Regions from separate parts of the Mus musculus genome. Here region 2 is linked to region 1. A link is a contact called in public HiChIP or PLAC-seq data. All regions are on one chromosome and are shown on one strand. The core of a region is the stretch at or near the end of the contact, and the rest is flanking DNA. Distances in the headings are between cores, read along the strand shown. Region 1 has its middle 20 kb from the start of Gm33643. Region 2 overlaps Gm34828 (a long non-coding RNA gene).

The links. HiChIP or PLAC-seq counts read pairs in DNA pulled down with a chosen protein or histone mark.
Region 2: an H3K4me3 HiChIP or PLAC-seq map of forebrain shows a contact between it and region 1, with 4 times the contacts expected there. The contact joins two enhancer-like sites. A contact is called at or near these places in 1 of 484 Hi-C or Micro-C datasets (bone marrow-derived macrophages), 2 of 115 datasets of contacts at active chromatin or transcription factors (embryonic basal ganglia and forebrain) and 1 of 9 other capture datasets (embryonic stem cells).

What each region holds. Positions count from the first base shown.
Region 1 is chr9:60,885,941-60,891,301 of GRCm38.p6, reverse strand. No RefSeq gene overlaps it. Among named protein-coding and RNA genes, the nearest start is that of Gm33643, 20 kb to the right of the region's middle. Within about 2 kb of position 3,836, at least 31 of the 459 cell types and tissues checked have an H3K27ac peak or open chromatin away from gene starts, as enhancers often do. A contact at or near this core is called in forebrain, where this site is marked.
Region 2 is chr9:61,753,119-61,758,647 of GRCm38.p6, reverse strand. The region is part of intron 6 of Gm34828 (a long non-coding RNA gene); the gene reads left to right. Among named protein-coding and RNA genes, the nearest start is that of Gm34828, 67 kb to the left of the region's middle. Within about 2 kb of position 2,042, at least 38 of the 459 cell types and tissues checked have an H3K27ac peak or open chromatin away from gene starts, as enhancers often do. A contact at or near this core is called in forebrain, where this site is marked.

The DNA of each region.
Region 1 (5,361 bases), core at 2,587-5,086:
ACTCCCAGGGTTCTCCGGGGTACTTGGAAAGTTCAGAGCTGATTTCTCAACCCAATGTCAGCTATTGACTGACCACCAAGACAGAGATTGGAATGAGAGAGCTGCAAGCCAAGGGATGCTGGCTGGCAGCTTCCAGAAGCTCAGAGGCAAGGCCTGGATGCTATCCTATGGCTGCTGGGGGGAGCGGCAATTTTGTAGACGCTTTGATTTTGACTTAGGATGCCAGTTTCTGATTTTTTACTTCCAGACAGAAATAGGAGAGAATAAATTTCTGTTATTCCAGGTCTCCAAGTTCAGGGTGACGTATTAAGCCTGACCATAGGAAATTAGCACACTCCCTAGGCAAGGGGTTCAGAGTAAAAGGGAAAGTTCCCTCCCATGAGGCTTCCCGGAAGGCTTCCGGAAGTACAATCCGAGTCGCTCCTTCAAGGCTGAGGGAGTTACAGTGGGAATGAATGGAGCAGTCAATATTTCATGAATGGAAGTCAACATTTCATGAACGGAACAGTCACTATTTCAACTGGTAGAGGTGAACTTTTCAAGACATTGAATGACTGACCAACTGCTTGTCATCCTCTTCATTGCCTTTGTGGGATAGTCCTGAGCCAGGCAGATCTTCTATCTGCTTGATGTGGACAAAGCCACCCACCGGGCAACCAAATGGAACCGGCATCTGTGAAGAGCACATCACGCTATGCCTCAGTGAAGGCCAGCGTTGTGATGTCACTAGATGGTCCCAGCTGAGCTGATGGGTTCTTGAAAGCAGACCATATCTCTTTAATACAGTTATTAATACACCAGAATCCAGAGATGGTCTGAATATGCTTTCTCCCTCACATCATAAACTAGTCTTAAAGAAAGGCAGAGCTCTGGTGGGTGAGGCTTGCCTCTCGTGTGCATGCAGCCCTGGGTTCTTTTCCCAGAATCTCACGAGCAGGATACGATGGTCATACCTGTAGTTCTAGCACTCTGAGAGTAGAAGTGGGGGACCAGAAGTTCATGGTTATCCTTGGATACTTTGTGTACAGGCTAGCCTGGGCTACATGATACCTACCTCAAACACAAAAACAGCAATTAAAAAAACTTTGTTTTCCTTAAGGGCAATCCTGAACTCACAGGTCACCCTAAATCCCCATCTTCTGTTCAAGGTTGTCACTTACCATTTTCAGACACAGTTGTGGAAGTATTTGAGAGAAAGGGACAGAGTCCAGAATGGACGTAAAAGATGCCTAGAAAATGGCAAAGGAAAGAAAGAAACAAACAAACAATGCAGCCCCAGACATGGGGAGGTGGTCTGCTCAATGCCCCATATTGTATAAGTCAGTAAATAAAATGAGGATTATTGAGTCAAAGTTTTTAAATGTTAGATTAATTGAACTGGATAGCAATTTAGATACTAAACTATGAAACAAATTTCACATGATGGTTTAAATATCAACAATAATATATAAGAACTAGGTAAAGTATAGCTACCAGGGGCTGCGGGGACACTTCAGGGGATAAGACGCTTTCTGTGCACGCACAAGGACTGGTCTTTGGATCTCTGGAACCCAGGTAAAAAGCTGGATGGGTGTTGTAGCCCTCTGTCATCCCTGAATTTGGGAAGCAGAAATGGGGGATTTCCAGGGAAAACTGGGTAGCTAAACCAGCCTAGTCAGAGAATGCCCAGTTCTAGGAGAGACCCTGCTTCCATGGATAAAGTGGAGCGTGCCATAGCTAGCTGTCAACTTGACACACCTGGGAAGAAGGACCCTAAACTGAGGAATTGTCTCCTTTAACTGGTCTGTGGGCAAGTCTGTAGGACATCTTCTTGATTGCTAATTGATGTAGGAAGGCCCACCCCGTAAGGATGGTGCTATTCTAGGCAGGTGAGTCAGAGCAACAGAAAAAGGCTTCGAGATAATTCTGAAAGCATGTCTGTTGAGAAGACATCATCTGTTTCATCCTACATGAGATGCTCTTTGAGCCACCTTCATGCCTGCACCAGGAGCTGATGTGACTTTGATGTGAGTGTGACCTTAACCCTCCTGGTCACAAAAGTAGATCCCTACTATCTCTGCTGCAGCTTGTTTGCATCTCTCTCTGTCTGTGGGCTCTTGTTTGTGATCTTGTAGATCTGGTCCGTACATGTGCACATCTCTGGGCATCTCTTTTACATTGTTTGCATGTGTGTGCAGCAGGCTGGTGGGCCTGTGAGTGCCCAAGGCTTCTCCCGTCTCACCACGGGAACACTGCAATTACAGATGTGCATCTGAGCTTTATGTGGGAGCTAAGGATTTGAACAAAGCTCCCCACACTTGTGCAGTCAACAGTTTACCCACAGCCCTGCCTCCGCTTCTAACAGTACTTAGTCCCATCATCAATACTTAGGATCTGGGGAGCGGAATGAACTGGCCTGCCATGGCACGCCTGCCCCGCAAACAGTAAGTTAAGGGAAAGCAAGTGTTTCACATATTCAGCCCCTCTGCTTGCGCAGACGGCTCTTCATCTCCTCCAGCCTCACAAGGCAGAGTGATGGCGAGACCTGTTTAAAATAAAACTTAACATGTTGGTGATCATTTATTTGCAGCTATAGGGGCTACTTTGGACACGCTGCATTCAGAAGATGATACAGATTTGTCTCTGAATGGAGGGAAACTCCAGCACAGGCATTTGGGCATGGCGGCGTCAAGATGGGGAACCTAGGGTACACTAAGGAAAAAGGTGCCAAGGACACTCACTGAAGCAAGGGGAGGTTCTGTGCAGAGCCAAAGGCTCTGGGAAGGAGATGGGGTTAGACCTGGATAGCCTGAACCCGGGGGACTGTACATCCAAGAACCAGGGCGGTAACCAGGTAGCTGAGACTTACTAGGAGCAGACCTCAGGGTTACATGGGATTCAACCCAACTAGATTAAACCCGAATCTTCCCAAAGAATCAGACCTCACCTTGGCAATGAAGAGGAGAATCTGAGCGGATATTTAGGGTGAGAGGTTCCCTGGAGACTGACCCAGCAGTACTGTTAGCTAAAATAGAAATAATCAGGTCGTGGATGGGGAGGGGCCCCAGGGAGGGCGCTTGTGGAGCAGGCCTTAAGTTTGGCCAAGCAAAAAAATGGTTTTAAGCACAGAGGAGGCCTGAAGGGGAGGGGTCTAGTGATGGAAAAAGCAGAAAGGGAAGTACACATATATAAAAAATATATATCCAGTTCACTGGACCTTCAGAATCTGTTTGTTGAAAACATCTGTGGGCCAGGAGTAAAGTGAGAACAGAATGATGTTTCCTTGTGGGCCCAAGTAGACTCACAGTGTAGACACCTACTCCTTACACACACACACACACACACACACACACACACACACACACACACGTGCACGCGCCTGGGAGACTGCAAAGGGACCTGAGCTAAATCCCATGAGTGTGCAACCATGAATGTTGCTCCAAAGGCACTGTCCACCTGTGTGTGTGTGTGTGTGTGTGTGTGTGTGTGTGTGTGTGTGTGTAATCATATATAATTTATTTGCCTGTTTATCACATGCATGTAGGTGCCCATAGAATCCAGAAGAGGGCGCCAGATCCCCCTGGAATAGTTACAGTCAGTTGTGAGCTATAACTTGGGTACTGGGACTGGAACTTGCATCTTTGAAAGTGTAACAAACGCGCTTAGCTGCTGACCTTCTTTCCAGCAAGGCTAGTGGAAGCGCTTTGGCAAGCTGTGCTATCCATAGCATGTGCTCTCAGAAGGAGGTACTTCGGCTTGAGAAAAGTCCCAACTGGTATGCTGGACCCACAGGGCCAGAAACAAGGAACGAGTATTCCTAATGGATGCAGCTTGTGGGGCTCGTACGCATGCGTTCTCATCCTCCTGTTTGGTACAAGAAGTTCACACTGAGGTCAATTCTAGAAAAGCAAGCCAGACAGGATGTGTTTAACCAAATGTTTTCTGGGTCAAAGTCACTGCTTGCTTCCCTACTCTTTTTAGCATTGACTATCTCTGCCTTTTCCTCTCTCATACTGAAGGGAAAAAAATATTGCAAGCCACCTTAACCTAATAAAAACAAGCGTGTTGGCATTTGTTTGGGGACCGAATCCACACAGAAAGGCACTTGTGCTTTATTCTGGCTAGACATCAAGTCACAATTAAACCTTCCTCAAAGTCTCTGTTGTCCTGGTAACTGCTAGTTACTTAGAGAACATGGGGGGGGGGGGGGGTGTGATTGCCCAAAAGGGTCTGGAAGGAGAGCAAGCGAGAGAACGAGCGAGCGCTTATTAAGGAATTCTGCCTGGTGCGCAGAGCCGCAGCGGCCATGTCAGATGGCAGAGCAGAGGTGGGGGAAAGCCCTCCTTCAGGTCCTCCCAATGCTTCCATAGCTTTGGGGTTCTGCCGCTGTGAAGTGGCTATGCACATTATAATAACAAGCCCGACCAAAAATATTGACAACAAATAGTATTTTGAATAAGCAGATGGTAAATCCCCTTAAACACATTCGACTTTGACGGATATATTTAGACTCAGATGAATAGTCGCTGGGGCTTTTTTTTTTTTTTCTTAAGTGTCAATTGGTGTGAATGAATAAAGATGGTTTTAAAGGAGCTGAACTGCTTAGGGATTAGGGCCAACTGGAACAATTTGCTTTTGAAAAAAAAAATAAGCCTCCAAGCTAGAGAGTGTCTCAGTTTCGGATCGCAGCAGGAGGACCTCAGCCTTTGAGTCCTCCACCTGGGCCAGGTCAGCACTGCTCAGTTGCCCACCTTTTTAATTGTGCATAAACGAGATCTTGCAGCTCCAAAGAGCCAATAATTATGGCAACAACAAAGCGGGAGGGTTTAAGTAGCAGTCCTTTTTATTGTGGTTTAACAGATTTTTTAGCAAGAAGACTGAGAATATAAATTGGCTTCATTTTTAAATCCTGAGGAAAATGCCTAAACAGCCCATAAGGTCCCACTTGAGGCAATTAAAAAAAGCTTAGAATAGCAAGCAAAAGGAGGGGGGGGGGAAGCACAAATTTTATTTGGACACCATAGAGGGAAAAGGTTACCGATGAGACCAGCTTCCTTCCCACATCGTCTCCGAGTCCCTTGTGTGAACCTGGTCCCCAGTATTTTTGTGTGTGGGGGAGGCGGAGTCAGCAGTAATGGTATAGGGAGTAAGAAAAGCAAGTCAGATATCTTATGTTTTTGCTCCAGACATGTAAAATGTGTTCCGAGCATGTATGTAATAGAAATGATGGCTCAGGCTTTCCCTTCACTAGCATGCAATACTCTCAGGGGCCACATTCTAGTCCTTCTCTGGTACTGGAGGTGCCATTAGAAGAGGGTAATGCCAGTAGGGAGGGGGGTGGCTCCATTGGTAAAGCACTTCTTGCAAGCATAAGGCACAAGT
Region 2 (5,529 bases), core at 793-3,292, 870 kb before region 1:
TGCTTTCGTTTTGACAACTTCGCACATATATATGGTATATTTTGATCATGTCTCTGGTCCCTGCCATCTCTGCTGACTCTTGTCTTTTCCAACTAGTCCCCTCTACTTTCGTTTTTACTTTGTAATGAACCAGTGGATCCAGTTAGGACAACTTACAGGAGAGTAGGCGCCTTGCCAGAGGCTACACCACTGAAGGGAACGTCTTTCCTAGGGAGGCAGAATCCAGTGTGGGGAGGGACAGCAGTGAGTAGAAATGATGCCCACTTCACCTCTTTGTCCTTGGTATATGGGCTGTGGGAGCAAAGCTGGGTTCTCTTGGGTGGGGCAGGGAAGCCAGACACTGGTTAGGACAGAGTTCAGATACACATCTGGAATATGGGCATAGCTGGTGATCATGCCTGGGTGCCTCTCCTCTCCTCTCCTCTCCTCTCCTCTCCTCTCCTCTCCTCTCCTCCCCTCCCCTCCCCTCCCCTCTTCTCTTTTCCCCTCCCCTCCTCTCCCCTTCCCTTTGTGTGTGTGTGTGTTCCTGTACATGTGTGAGTGGAGGCCAGAAGTCAACCTTAAATGTCATTCCTCAGGATGACTTCTGCTTCTTTGAGACAGGGTCTCTCAGTGGGGTGGAGCTTGCTGACTCAGCAAGACTAGTGAGTCCCAGAGATTAATTCACAAGCCTGTGCTACCACACCTGGTTCTGGGAATCGAACTCAGGTCCTCATGCTTGCAAGATAAGTCCTTCCCTGATGGAGTCATATGCCACTCACGCTTCTCTCTGCCTCCTGTCTCTGCAGAGTGACACTTGGCTTCCTTGTTTGCCTCTCTGAACGCCCCCCCCACCACCACCACCACCATGCCCCAGGTTCTACTCTGGACTTCTCTAGCTTACTTAGGCATTCTGAGAGCAGAGATGGCGGCGTTAACCTAGCTAGCTCATGCCAGTGGGGTGTGGCTCAAGATGGTTCACTGGTAACCTCACCCCCACCCTTAATTCTTCATTGAAACGAGATATTGGCTCAATAACAAATGTGCCTGACCACAAGGGCTCCGAGGATAGCGGTTGCCACTGACCGGGTGCTTGCTCCTTGCTGGCTGAGACCTGTATTTATGTCATTTCACACCTTTGCCCTCTCCCCGACAGGATTTTTCCCTTTTAATTTTAGAGATTAAAAACTGAAACTCAGAGATGTTAAGTGACTCAACAAAATTCTCACAGCTTGGGAGCGGCGAAGCTAGGATTAGAACCCAGAAGGCTTTGACTTCAAAGTCTACCTCTTGCCAGGAGTCTTATCTCTGAGAAGTCCATCCCTGACTGGGTACCAGATTGCAGACCAGGACAAATAGACTCCTTGGGTGGTCTCACTGGCAGAGGTGGCTGGGTGGGTTGCTCCCCCCCTCTTTAGCTTCTCTGGCTGGGGCAGGCCTGCATGCACAGCAACGGTCTCCAGGCAGCAATAGGATGAATAACTGATGGTGATTAGCTAAATCATAACATCGCTCATGCCACGCATAAGCGATGAGACAACCGGTGCCAGGCCTCGATGAGCGGCAGCGGGCACCCCCGCGTCGCCGCCATCCTGTCCCCCTTCCCGCCCCCCAGCCTGGAGAAGCCACCGCGGCGCCCGATGCCGCCCTGTGTTATCAGGCACATGAAGTGCCGCTTCAATGAATATAGATTGACCTTATTATAGCAGCCGGCTGCTGGTGCCAGGCGCAGCCAGGCATACTTTGCACAAATTAAAGGTGTCAGCATGTAATTTACGGTTCATGGAGGAGGAGAAGGGCTGGTGGGGGTGGGGGAGGCGCCAAGGTGGGTAGGAAGGAAGGTGGGCTGCGGTGGGGCTGGCACAGGGGCTCTCACACACTAATGACAGGAGGTGCAGCGGAGGTGTCATTTCCATCCCTGGCTTTGCTCATTTTCCCTATTCATCGCTCAAAGGTGGGGCTGCCCCCTCCTCGAAGTCCCCCCCCCCACCTCCGCACCGTGTGCATGTGTGTGTATTTTGCAGCTAAATTACTGGTTTTACCTGAAGAGCGTAAAGTAGGTGTGCTAATTTACGGCTTGGCAGATAAAGCCTCAGTATGGGGAGCTGTCTGGGAGGCCTGTAATACGACATCATTTGACTAACACACCCCAGAGCGACTTGACATCTCAGAGTTGGGCCTGTGATTAAAGTTGTGGCTTTCTTCGCCTCCCTCTCCCTTCTCCGACACGGAGAACAGATTAAACTCTAAGTAATAGATCTCGGGTTTCTTGCCATCCCACTGATATACACAGTACACAGTTTGACACAAAGAGTAAGTTATAGATCACAAACAACAGCCTCTGCCCTTCACCGCCCAGAATTAATTTCCCATTTGCTGAGCTTCCCTGTTCTGCAGGCCCATTTCCTGGTGAGCAGGGCCGGCTCCCCTCCTGCAATGGCAGGGGATACAAATGGATAGGGACACTTAGCTCTGGACAGGTAGCGTGACCCTAGAGGCTTTCAGACAGGATAGCTGAAGGGAAGAAGTGACTTCCTAGTGTCATCTCCTGTGTTTGGGTGGCTGGGTGGGGGTGCTCAGCTGGGGCTTCTGATTGACAGCTCTGGACCCTAGATGTGGATGGGGTCATGCTAAGGGGGAAGAAGGCAGAGGGGCTAGACAATGCCCTGAATGCCCCCAAGTTGCCATGTAAAACTGTCTCCTCCACCCCATCTGGGTCATGCTTAGAGGTCACTGATGCCTTCATTGGTCCCCAGGCTTGGCTAGTGTGGGTACCAGCAGGAGATGGGAGGACAGAGCTCTCTCAGATCTTTTCTGCTTCTCCTGAGTGATACCCCACCCTAGGAAGAACTGCTCCTCAGACGTGGGAGGGGACAGTCCCAGAACCAGCTCCTGTACCCCCTAGGACAACAGCTGGCAGCTGCTCTTTCCCTTTAGCTACCTCATGATCCCTTATGGTTCCTTTAACCCTGTTGGCCTCTGTCACAGCCTCTCTACTCCTACCTCTGCAGCTACACCATCTAGGGGAATTCTCCCTCCCATGGGGACCTGACTGGTACCTGGGGTACCTATTCTTTCCCTACCCTCAAAGACTCTAATGCCCCAGTCCTCTGCCTGAAGGTATGCAGCAAGCAGGAGGCATTCAGATCTCCATGGCAACATGCTGTCTGTTAGGCCATTCTAAGACATACCGCAAAGGACTTTATACATGGAAACCCCATTGTGGGCCCACGTGACACTACCTGGCTAGGCCCAGTAAGTAGCAAAAGTGTAAGGCCTGGAGATGCGGAACCCAGGTCTGAACTTTAGCCTGGCTATAGGCACAATGTCCCCTTCATTGTGTGTGGTTTTATCATTCCTGGTTCTCATGTGTGCATACACATATATACCTAAACACAAGGCATGCATATACACACACACACACACACACACACACACACACACACACACACACACACATAGATACACACACCACACATACATATATGCATACACAAATACATATCTAAACACACAGGCACGCATATATACACACACACATATATATATACACAAACACAACTGCATACACATATGCATACTCACCTATTTTACACACCATGTGCACACATGACTTGTATATCTTGGGGACAGAAGTTGAGGATGATCAGGGAGGAAGGTCCAGAAGTGGCAAGGGCTAAAGATGGCTGATTGGGCCAGGGAAATCAAGAAGGATTTTTTTTTTCTGGAAGAGGCAAACTGGTCCTGAGATGATTAGACTGCCATTAGAACAGACTACATGGGACCACCAGGTTGCATGGCGGTAGGGAAGTGCATTAAACGTACAAACACCAGGGCCTGGAGAGGTGTCTCAGTCAGTAAGGTGTTAGCTATGCCAGCATCAGGACTTGAGTTCTGATCTCCAGCACCCATATAAAAGCTAGGCATGGTGACACATGTCCAAAACCCCAGAGCTGGGGCAAGTGGGGACATAGGTAGGTCCTGGAGCTTGCTGGTCACCTGTCACACCCAGTCGACCGGACGATCTCCAGGTTCAGTGAGAGACCCTGTCTGAATAAAACAAAGTAGACAGTGGGTGAGGAAGACACCTGATGGGCCCAAATGCTTGTCTATGTGTAGACACATGTCTACAAAAGCAAGCTCACACACCTGTCTATACACATCACACACATCACACACACACACACACACACACACACACACACACACACACACACACACACACACTACAGATCAAAGCCTTCTCACAATCTTCCCGAATCAGGCCCGAATTGGGGGTCGCAGCCCTGAGAACCATGTTGTTTTTCTTCCAAGGGCATCTAGACCCCTCCCCTAAGCCCCACTGCACACTGGGAAGGACAGAAATGAAATAACAGAGGCCGAGGGACTTGCTCAGTGTCTCACAGCAATAGTTCTAAAGCCAGGAGAGAACTCTGTTTCTCTGCTCCCAGTACAGTGCTCACTAGGGACAACTACCTACTCACACCCCCACCCCCAGCTTTCCAGAGGACAGAGTAAAAACGAAGCTTCCCTAGAGACCCGGGCTCAGCCTCCTCCCCCACCCTGCAGCCGGTTCTCAAGATGGCAAGTGGGGGGGTGGATGAAGGTGGAGGCAAAGTGAGAACACGCCTGGAATAACACGACATTTAGAAGCATGAGTCACACTGGCACTTGCTGTTTTCTCCTGCTTCCCCCTCTGCACCACACACCCCCAGGCGCTCTGAGCTGTAGGAACACCGAGTCTGGACAGGGCTTTGGGGAACCTGCCTCAGGGCGCCTGCAGGAAAGAGAGGAGATGGCTCTGAGCCTGGCGCTCCGCCTCCTTGCTTTGTAACTGTCTGATACATTGTACTTCTCTGAGCTCAGCCCAGGACCTTCGGCATCAGGCTTTTCTGTTTCCTGGTGCCACCATCTTCCGCTGGTTCTTGACAAGCTCTCTCTTTCCTGCTGTTCTAGAGCTCTACTGCTCTGGCGTAGTCAAGGAGTCTCTCTGGTGCCTGTGATGGCCGGAGAAGGGAGGACCTGGTTGGGTTAGGGGCTGGGCAGGTAGTATGAAATGCTTCAGACTCCTTGTTGCCAGTCTCAGCTCAGGATCAGTCAGCCTGCTGCATGACTAACGGGGGGATGTGGGACAAGGACAGCCAGTGGTCCCTTGGGCCTCCTCAGCTTGTGCCCTTTGTCTTCACTGGAAAAGGTGACTGGATCTTCTTTAGGGTGTGCTGGACATAGGTGCCTGGGTCTTCCACCTGTACTACCTTGAAGTTCCTACATTGATAATGGAAGAGATGTGTGTGTGTGTGTGTGTGTGTGTGTATACAGACCCAGCCAGATCAGGCAAGCCTACTGGATCTCAGGTCCCTGCAGTTCAACAAACAGTCTTGGGCACACAGCAGGTGCCTGGGACAGATGCTGAATGGAGCCTGTGACCCCCTTGGGTCTTCTCAGTAAGCAGAAGGCTAAATTCCCAAAGTGGTACCTTTGGGCAAGGATCCTCTGTGAGCCAGGGCAAGGGATAGGCTAAGGAGCCCTGTCTATGTGTGCCCTCTGGGG